Regions from separate parts of the Mus musculus genome. Here region 1 is linked to region 2. The links are chromatin contacts, called in public HiChIP or PLAC-seq maps. All regions are on one chromosome and are shown on one strand. The core of a region is the stretch at or near the end of the contact, and the rest is flanking DNA. Distances in the headings are between cores, read along the strand shown.

Region 1 (4,718 bases), core at 2,042-4,541, 110 kb after region 2:
TTTTTAATGAGTTGCTGGAGTCTTTTTGTGACTGTTTTATTTTATCCTCCAATTCCACCAATTTCTTTTATAGCCCTGGAAAAAGGTGGCAGTCAGAGGGATGTTTCAGTGCAAAAAAAAAACAAGCAAACAAACAAACAAACAAACAAAAAACCAAAAGAACGGCACGCTATGCAGGCCTTCCAGCCTGGGTTCAACCCTCAGAACCAAGTAAATGTGGAAGAAGAACAGAACACACATGCGTGAACACACACACACACACACACACACACACACACATACACACACACACACACACATGACACACACACACACATGCACACACACACACACACACACACACACGACACACATTAAGTAAAATTAAATTAATATGGAGAAAGGTGATTCATGATCACTTTCTGTGTTTATTTCTCCTATCATTTTCATCCCTGATTAAATAATAAAGTTTTCTTCTGTAACATTAAATAGCCATAGTATCCTTTGTTGTTTTAAAAGCACAGATAATTGTTTTCTCATGGCTTATTTTATGTGTATGAATGTCTTGCCTGCATGTGTGTATATGTGTGCACTGCATGTTTGACCCCAGGGTGTTCAGAGACCACCATGGGCATCACATTCCCTGGATCTCAAGTTGCAGACAGTTGTCAGCTGCCTGTGTCCTGTCAGCAGGAACTGCACCTGAGTCCTCTGCAAAAGCACTAAGCGCTCTTGACTGCTGAGCCATCAGTGTGGCTCCAAATGTGTGTGTGTGTTTAAAGAGGCAATGATGTCTCCCTACATTGCTCAGGCTGGCCTTAAATGCAAAGGTTCTCCCGTCATCCTATCTCAGCCTTCCAGCAGAGAACAACCGATGTGCCTGGCAGCCGTTTGATAGCTGTAAAGTTTCCAGTCTGGAGGGATGGCTTAGTGGTTAAGAGCACTTGCTGTGATCTGGAGTTCGGTCCTCAGCACCCACATTCAGGTAACTCACAACTACCTGCAAATCTAACTCCAGAGGATTCAATGCCCTCTTCTGACCCCAAGGGTACTTGAAGTTGTGTGTACATACACACAGATATGCAGCACTTACATACACATAAATTTAATATTTTTTGTGTTGTTTTTCTGAGGCAGTCTTAGGTAGCTCATTGTGGCTTTGAACTCCTAAGCCTCCTGCCTCTGCCTTTCAAATGCTGGTGTTACAAGTATGGGCTGCTATGCCTTGCTCTTTTGGAGCAAGAGAGGACAGGGTTTACGTACATACACACACACACACACACACACACACACACACAATACACACACACACTATATGTGGCAAGAGCTTGGGTTGTAAGTATACTCACTATGCTTGGCTTAAAGTTTGACTTTTAATCAGGACTATGATTTAAGTTATGGACATTTTCATGATTTCCTGCCTTGTGTTAGGTCCCTCTGCAGATCCTTACTTTTGTATTAGCATTTGCACTTCCTAGAGGACCCCACCACCACCACCCTGTCCCTGCTTTTAAGCAGTGAGACTCTGATCATCTCTGTAGTCTCAGAAAACTGGCCCTGGGAGACTGTTTAATACTTCCTGGGTTTTGTTTGGTGTTGAGGTCATTATAAGTGACAGCGCCTGATAGGTTAGGTCCTGTTGCATCAGGCAGAGTTCCTGACAGTGTTTAGTAAATAGATGAGAATCCGCCACAGACAGTGCTTGCAGAGACCTGAGGGGACTGTTACTCCTCCACAGCCCTCCTGTTTATAATAACGGTCAACGCCTCGGCCCATCAGCCCATCGCTCTTGGCCCTTCCTCGGAATCAACCACTGAGTGTTAGGGCAGAAACAACCATTTGCTGGGGCAGACAGATGAAAAATAGTTTGTGATTTCCTTCATGGTTTTAAGAGATGGGAAAACACAGCTTTCGACTTCCCTGCTTTTAGATGTAGAGAGAATATGTGTGTTTTTAGAGATTAATACTGAGGCAGTTCCTGCTATCTGGGATTTCATATAGAAATCCTCACAGTTTCAAAGCTCATCAAATTAAAAAGAATGCGTTATAAAGGCAAAGAAGTAAACCAGCTAAGGCACCTCCATCTATACAATAAGCCCAGCAGCAAACAGCTAAGCAGACAGACGACCCCCAGGGCTGGAGAGATGGCTCAGGGCTTCAAGCACTGGCTACTCTTGGAGAGAACCAGACTTCAGTTCCCAGCATCCATGTTTGTAACTTACATCCTCCTCTAGTTCCAGCTCCAGGGGAGCCTCTTCTGCCTTCCATGAGTCCTCACACACACGCACACACACACACACACACACACACACACACACACACACACACACAGAGAGAGAGAGAGACAGACAGACAGACAGACAGACAGACGCACATGGACATACACAGACACAAATAAAAACTCAAAGTGAAATGTTTAAACAGTAAACCTTCGTCCCTGTACTTTCTGTGGCTTTCCTTCTCCACTCAAGCCGTCCGTCCATCCGTCCTACTGGAATACCTGTCAGTCCATCTGCTCTTCTAGTCATTGACTCTGTATTCAGAACCTGAGCTATTTATGTCTAAATCCAACTCAAACCCTACCTCTTCCAGGCAGGATTTCCTGTGCCCGCCCCTGTTCTTCTGCCTTCTGGTGTCCACGGCATCTCCAGAGCATGGTGCTCAGTCCTATTCGATGTTGTCTTCAGTACTGTGCCTTATCTCGCTCAGCACTTAACACAGAGGCAGAAAGCTGAGCGAGGCCAGCCTGGGCTTCGTAACCTTACCTTATCTCCAAACACAAAGGGCTGCAGAGTTAGCTTGCTGGCACAAACAAAACGCTGGTTTGAGCCCAGCACTGAAAGAAAAGGCTTCTCCTCAGACTTTCCTCTGTTATCCTTGGGCTGACCCGGATGGTAGCCTCCTTTTGAAATTCTGTGTATCTGTTTTACCATCTGACTCCTTCTCTTCTAGAGCTAAAGTCGCTGCAGCTGATGGGCCACCCGGGAACCCAGCCCAGGCACTCACGCCAGTGAGGCACACAGTAACACTAGACAAAGATGTCCTCCTCCAGAACTATGGATTCCACATTTCTGAGACTCTTCCCCTCACAGTGGTGGCTGTCACAGCAGGTACGGGCTGATGGGGAACTGGGAAACGATCTTAGCCTCTTAGGGAGAGTAGCTGGGCTTCTCTCCACCACCACCACCCCACGCCCCCCCCCCTGACGCCCACCCCCCTGACCTGTAAAAAAGGCAGAATGTGCTACCTGAGAAGCTAGAAAATTCTGACCCCCTCCCAGGGCTTTCCACTTTCCTTTGGTGCAGGATGGAGTGGCCCCAGGAACCCTTGCTCCTCTGAGCCCAAGACTCCCCCACTGGCCTTGGCCAGGGCTCCTGCACTCCTGTGGCTTTCAGGCCTATGTCAGGCAGGAAAGGTATTTGGATAAGCTGGCCCTCCTCTTTGACTCCTGCATGTCCTGGCTGGCAAGTTTCTACGGAGAGAATAATAGAAACGATTGATTTGTTTTCACACTGTCTCTGTGAAATCTAGGCTGTGCCGGAGGGAAAAGGAGCTGGCTGGGAGAGTCTTTGTTTTCATGCTTGGTGTTAGGTTTGATGCTGGTTAAAATGCATCAACTTCCGTTTATCTATGTGAGAATGTATACACACTCAATTCCTTGGCCGGCTGTGACAATTTGGACAGCTCTGTTCCTTTTCTTTCTGTGGCCAGTCTCCACCATCTCTTGAAACTGATGAGAAGTCGGTAGGTGCCTTTCCTGTGGTCTACAACGAGAAAAACCATGCTCTATATGAGCCAGTGTTTAAGGGTCCTAGGCTGCCATGCCAAGGTGCACTGTGACGGGTGGTGGCTCCCCCTCTGGGCCTGGGCAGTTACCTGTTTTCTATCCAACAGGCGGCTCTGCTCACGGCAAGCTTTTCCCTGGTGATCAGATTCTCCAAATGAACAATGAACTGGCTGAAGACCTTTCCTGTGAACGAGCGGCTGATATTCTCAGGTACTCACCTATCTGTGCGAATCCAGAGTCGGTCAGTCGGGTGATCAGATAGCAAAGTGAACCCTCAGGAAGGCTGTGGCTGGCCTGTCCCCTTTAAAGCACCAGAGCAGTTCCATCTCAGACAGTGGCATTTTGGCTATGACAGTATTATGATCTGCCGTCTTCTACCTGGCACTGTTGTAGGATAAATATCACACTGTGAACCCCACCAGAGATTGTGTTAGTTGCTGAAAAAAAAAAAAAACACAACAAACAAAAACAAAAAACCAAAACTGTTTCTAGTTGTGGTGTGGCTCAGCCCTTAGCACACACCTTTATTCCCTCTGGCTGAAATGCAGACACGCTCTTAGTACACACCTTTAATTCCAAACAGCAAAGGTAAAATTAGTTTGCACCCATATTTGAAATTGATGTCTAATTGAGTGGCAGACAAAGTGATGAATCGGAGCAAGATTTGACAGAACAGGACAGGCCCAACTCTCATGAGAAGAGAGAGGAGAAAGGGGGAGGGGAAGGAGCAGTGCAGAGGGAGAGAGAGAGGAGAAGGAGGAGTTGTACAGAGACAGGTTGCAGAGAGAGAACAAGCTAGACACAGGTGACAACCGAACAAGCCAGACAACGAGAAGGAGCCAGAAGATTAGAACATACTACCAAAATTAGTATGAGGCCAAGCAGAGCAATTTAGTCAAAATCTGAAAGAAGCCAGATTGAGTCAGTCATCTTAGAGAGGAGTTTGAGCCAG
Region 2 (4,271 bases), core at 1,430-3,929:
TCCAAAGTGACTCCCTCAGGCAAGAAGGTCAAGTGGTGACTGTAAATGTGACCTCAGCAATCTACTTCTCCCCTCAACTTGGGCCACACAACTGTGCGAGATATAAATAGACCTTTATGATCTTCTCTCTCCTTCCTTTGACCATTTAAAGGCCAGAAAACCCTCAACTACATCCCAGTGGCATCATGTGGGTCAGCAAGCAGAGTGTGATTAATTGTGAAGCAAACATTAATTATTGCTTTATTGTTATCACTGTCAGCTGCAGCCTGGGTTCCTGACACACAGAGAGAGAGAGAGAGAGAGAGAGAGACAGAGACAGAGACAGAGACAGAGACAGAGAGACAGAGAGACAGAGAGACAGGGAGACAGGGAGACAGGCAGAGAGAGAGAGAGAGAGAGAGAGAGAGAGAGGAAAGGGAGGGAGGGAGGGAGGGAGGGAGACGGAGGGAGATGGAGGGAGAGAGAGAGACGGAGAGCAAGAGACAGAGACAGAGAGACAGAGACAGACAGACAGAGAGAGAACCTACTTGTTCTACAGTGACCTCAGAAGGAGTTTATAATACTCTACAAAGTTACATGGGGCGTGTCCTCCATTGAAGTATGTGAGGAGTACTTCAAAGCATTTCAAAATTCTCAAGTCCACACAGGAGTGTTGTTTGTGTATAAGTGACCTCAGGAAACCTAGTCACTGTCACCAGTGTCAGAGGACTTGCATGTGATAGAGGATGTGGCATTTCTTTCTGGGTCCAGAGGGAGAACCAGGACCTGAAGGAGGCAGTAATTAGCCCAAGAACAGGAAGGATTCATGAAGGCAAAGCAATCACCGCACTGCTCTGCTGTGGGTAACTCTCTGCACTCCTGCTTCTCGCAACCTGCCAACTCCCCAGCTGGGCTAGATCTCGCTCCCACACTCCTGCCACCAGTGACTCTCTCCAGCTAGCCTCTGCAGTGTCTGGCTGACCTCTCTCCCAGAGGACTCTGTCTACCCCACATTCAGCCACCAAAACACCCATTTACCCGGTAGAATCAAAACTCTTAAAGCTTATAATTAACCAATCAGATTTATATATCAATAAATTTTCAATTTACAAGATGCCAATACAATAATTTCAGAGCCAGTTGATAATGATAAAAGCTTTATCCCAATTATTCCAATCTTATGATCATAACTACTTGTGACTGGCTAAAGCCACACTAGAGTCTGGTGAGATGGCTCAGTGGGTAAGAGCAATGACTATTCTACTAAAGGTCCCGAGTTCAGGTCTCAGCAATGACATGGTGGTTCATAACCACCCGTAATGAGATCTGACACCCTCTTCTAGTGTGTCTGAAGACAGCTGCAGTGTACTTAATTATAATAATAAATTAATCTTTGGGCCAGAGTGAGCAGGGACTGAGCAAGTGGGGACAGAGTAAGCAGAGGTCCTAAAAATTCAATTCCCAACAACCACATGAAGGCTCACAATCATCTGTGCAGCTACAGTGTGCTCATGTACGTAAAATAAAATAAATAAATCTTTAAAGCCATGTTGGTTCACATCTGCCGCCATCTTCCTTTTTTCTCCCTCTTTCTCTCTCTGATGTTCCCTGTCCCTGCAACTCTTAGCTCTGCCTCCCTTTTTCCTGTCCAATCACAGGCCTCCTGCTGCCCTAATGTAATTGGACAGGGAAAATTCTGCAACACTGACTGTTTGATTATTGATTATTTACTACATGTAAGGCATTGCCCTAAGGGATAGAGGACCCTAAATATGACCTAGGCAAGTTCTGAGCTTTACAGTGATTCTGTTTGAGATGAGATCCATCTAACCATCCCACATTCATCCATTCTCCATCCATTCATTCATCCTACACCAATCCATCCTGTATCCATCCATTCATTCATTCATTCATTCATCCATCCTCCATCCATTCATCCTACACCTATCCATCCTGCATCCGTCCAATGAGTGCCGCTGCTCTCATAAACAGATACACACTAAGCATCTATTATGTGGCATCCTCATAGCACCAGGGATACAGCAATTGAAAAGACAAAGATTTGGGGCTGGCGAGATGGCTCAGTGGTTAAGAGCACTGGCTGCTCTTCCAAAGGTCCCGAGTTCAATCCCAGCAACCACATGGTGGCTCACAACCATCTGTAATGAGATCTGATGCCCTCTTCTGGTGTGTCTGAGGACAGGGACAGTGGACTCACATACATAAAATAAACAGAGGCGGATAATATTAGCAGTGAGACTTCCTAAACCATGATGTTAAAGTTTTCTTTGAGAATGAAGTTAGGACATTAGCTTGAAACAAATAAATGATATTGTCAAATAGGGGTGTGGCTATGACTAAGAAAGCTGAAATACAGCAAACTGTATTCTACGTTGAGAGCTGTTAGAGTGTGTGTGTGGGGGGGGTGTCCTGCCTGTACTAGAGAACAGTAGGAGGGAAGAGGCTGTAAATGTGTTCCTGGTATTTATCAGATGAAGGGCAGCAGGCACTGAGTGAGCTCACTGACACAGGCCACTGGGAGCATTCAGCTCTCGCTCTTTCTCTCATGCTCTCTCTCTCACGGCTCCCGCTTCTCTCTGGGCTGACTCCCCCCGGAATTTGTCCCAGTGGTCCTGGGAAAGGCTCTTCTGTCAGCTCACAGTACTGTGCACACTATGTGTCATGACACTGTCACAGCTGGGGTTTATTGACTCTTTGGTGTCTGACTTCCCTCCTAGGCAGTAGCTACATGAAGAAAGAGGCTCTGCCTGTCTTTTCTGCCTTTGGATCTCATTTCCTGGTACTTACAGGCATTCAGGAAATAACTGTTAAATGACTGAATGAGTAAACCAAAGGCCCAATGAATCTGACTTTCCAGGAAGATTTCCCTATAAAAGAAGAATGTTCTGAACAGAACAGGGGCTTTTATTTCTGAAGCTCTTAGGGACTTACATCTTCACAGCAGCACTTGAACACAAGATAGAAAATACAAGTGCTGGTTGGGTTTTTTTATTTGTTTGTTTTTTGTTTTTCAACTTGATACAAGCTAGAGTCATCTGACAGGATAGGACCTTAATTGAGAAAATGTCCCCATCACATTGGCCTATAGGCCAGTCTGTAGGGCATTTTCTTCTTCTTCTTCTTCTTCTTCTTTTTTTTTTTTTGAGACAGGGTTTCTCTGCATAGCCCTGGCTGTCCTGGAACTCACTTTGTAGACCAGGCTGGCCTCGAACTCAGAAATCCGCCTGCCTCTGCCTCCCGAGTGCTGGGATTAAAGGCATGCGCCACCACGCCCGGCCTTATTTTCTTCATTTCTTGTTGATGGAAGAGAACCTATCCCATTTTGTGCCATCCCCAGGTGGGTGGTCCTAGGTTGTACAAAATAGCAGGCTGAGCAAGTCTAGGGGAGCAAGCCAGGGAACGGCACCTCTGTGGCCTTTGCTTCAGTGCCTGCCTCCAAGATCCTGCCTTGAGCACCTGCCCCAGCTTCCCTCGGTGACTGACAGACTGTGGGCTATAAGGACTGTGGGCTATAAGGACTGTGGGCTATAAGGACTGTGGGCTATAAGGACTGTGGGCTATAAGAACTGTGGGCTATAAGATGAAATAAACCCTTTCCTCCTCAAGGTGCTTTTGGTCCCCGAAAACTAGGACAGCGACTGAACAGGAGCTGAGGGATTTTGGAAATGGAACAATTATGGATATGGCTGAGCAGGCACCCACCCTAAGCCTTGAATTGAACATGGCTGCCGTGCAGGGCTGAGGAGGGAGGGGGAAGGAGTTCTAGGCATGGATGAACAAAGAAACCAAGTCCAGAACTTAGTGTGCAGATGAGCTATTGGCAGACCATGTTGGGGAAGGTATGCTGAGATTTCTAGGCTCTGGTTCACTATGGAGGAAATCCCTGAATTGTATCGGGAAGGGAAGGTTCACTTCTGTCATGTCCCCCCGAAAATAGTGTGGGTGATGGCAAGGGCCGAATGACCCCAGGGAAAGGCCGGTCGGAATGGCCTCCCAAAGGCCTCCCAGTGGCTATCACTTCAGCAGCCTCACAGGATCCAGATGCTGGCTTTTTGCCCTGGAAACGCAGGAATGCCATCCATCAGTACTAAGCAGTCTAGGCTTCCTGCTGTCCATGACCTGGACAACAGCTTCCCAAAGGCAAAGGAAAATTTGATTGCTGAAGATATCAGATGCTCCTGTGTTAGGCATTCTGGCCCCGTAGGCAGGTCACGTGAAAGCTCCTCCCCTAACCACTGGTCAGCTTGCCAAGTCACAGTAAGAAACTACAA

The links. HiChIP or PLAC-seq counts read pairs in DNA pulled down with a chosen protein or histone mark.
Region 1: a contact with region 2 is called in an H3K27ac HiChIP or PLAC-seq map of trophoblast stem cells, with 13 read pairs. The contact joins the promoter of Frmpd1os here to the enhancer-like site in region 2. A contact is called at or near these places in 6 of 39 promoter capture datasets (the 3T3-L1 cell line, the C10 cell line, embryonic stem cells and 2 more) and 4 of 115 datasets of contacts at active chromatin or transcription factors (embryonic stem cells, extraembryonic endoderm stem cells, neural progenitor cells and 1 more).

Annotation. Positions count from the first base shown.
Region 1 is chr4:45,240,699-45,245,416 of GRCm38.p6, forward strand. It overlaps Frmpd1os (FERM and PDZ domain containing 1, opposite strand), which reads right to left and starts at 3,292. Exons shown (of 3, transcript NR_040666.1): 1 at 3,227-3,292. Frmpd1 (FERM and PDZ domain containing 1) reads left to right here. Exons shown (of 16, transcript NM_001081172.2): 3 at 2,932-3,089; 4 at 3,874-3,976.
Region 2 is chr4:45,130,587-45,134,857 of GRCm38.p6, forward strand. No RefSeq gene overlaps it. Among named protein-coding and RNA genes, the nearest start is that of Tomm5, 25 kb to the left of the region's middle. Within about 2 kb of position 2,680, at least 9 of the 459 cell types and tissues checked have an H3K27ac peak or open chromatin away from gene starts, as enhancers often do. A contact at or near this core is called in trophoblast stem cells, where this site is marked.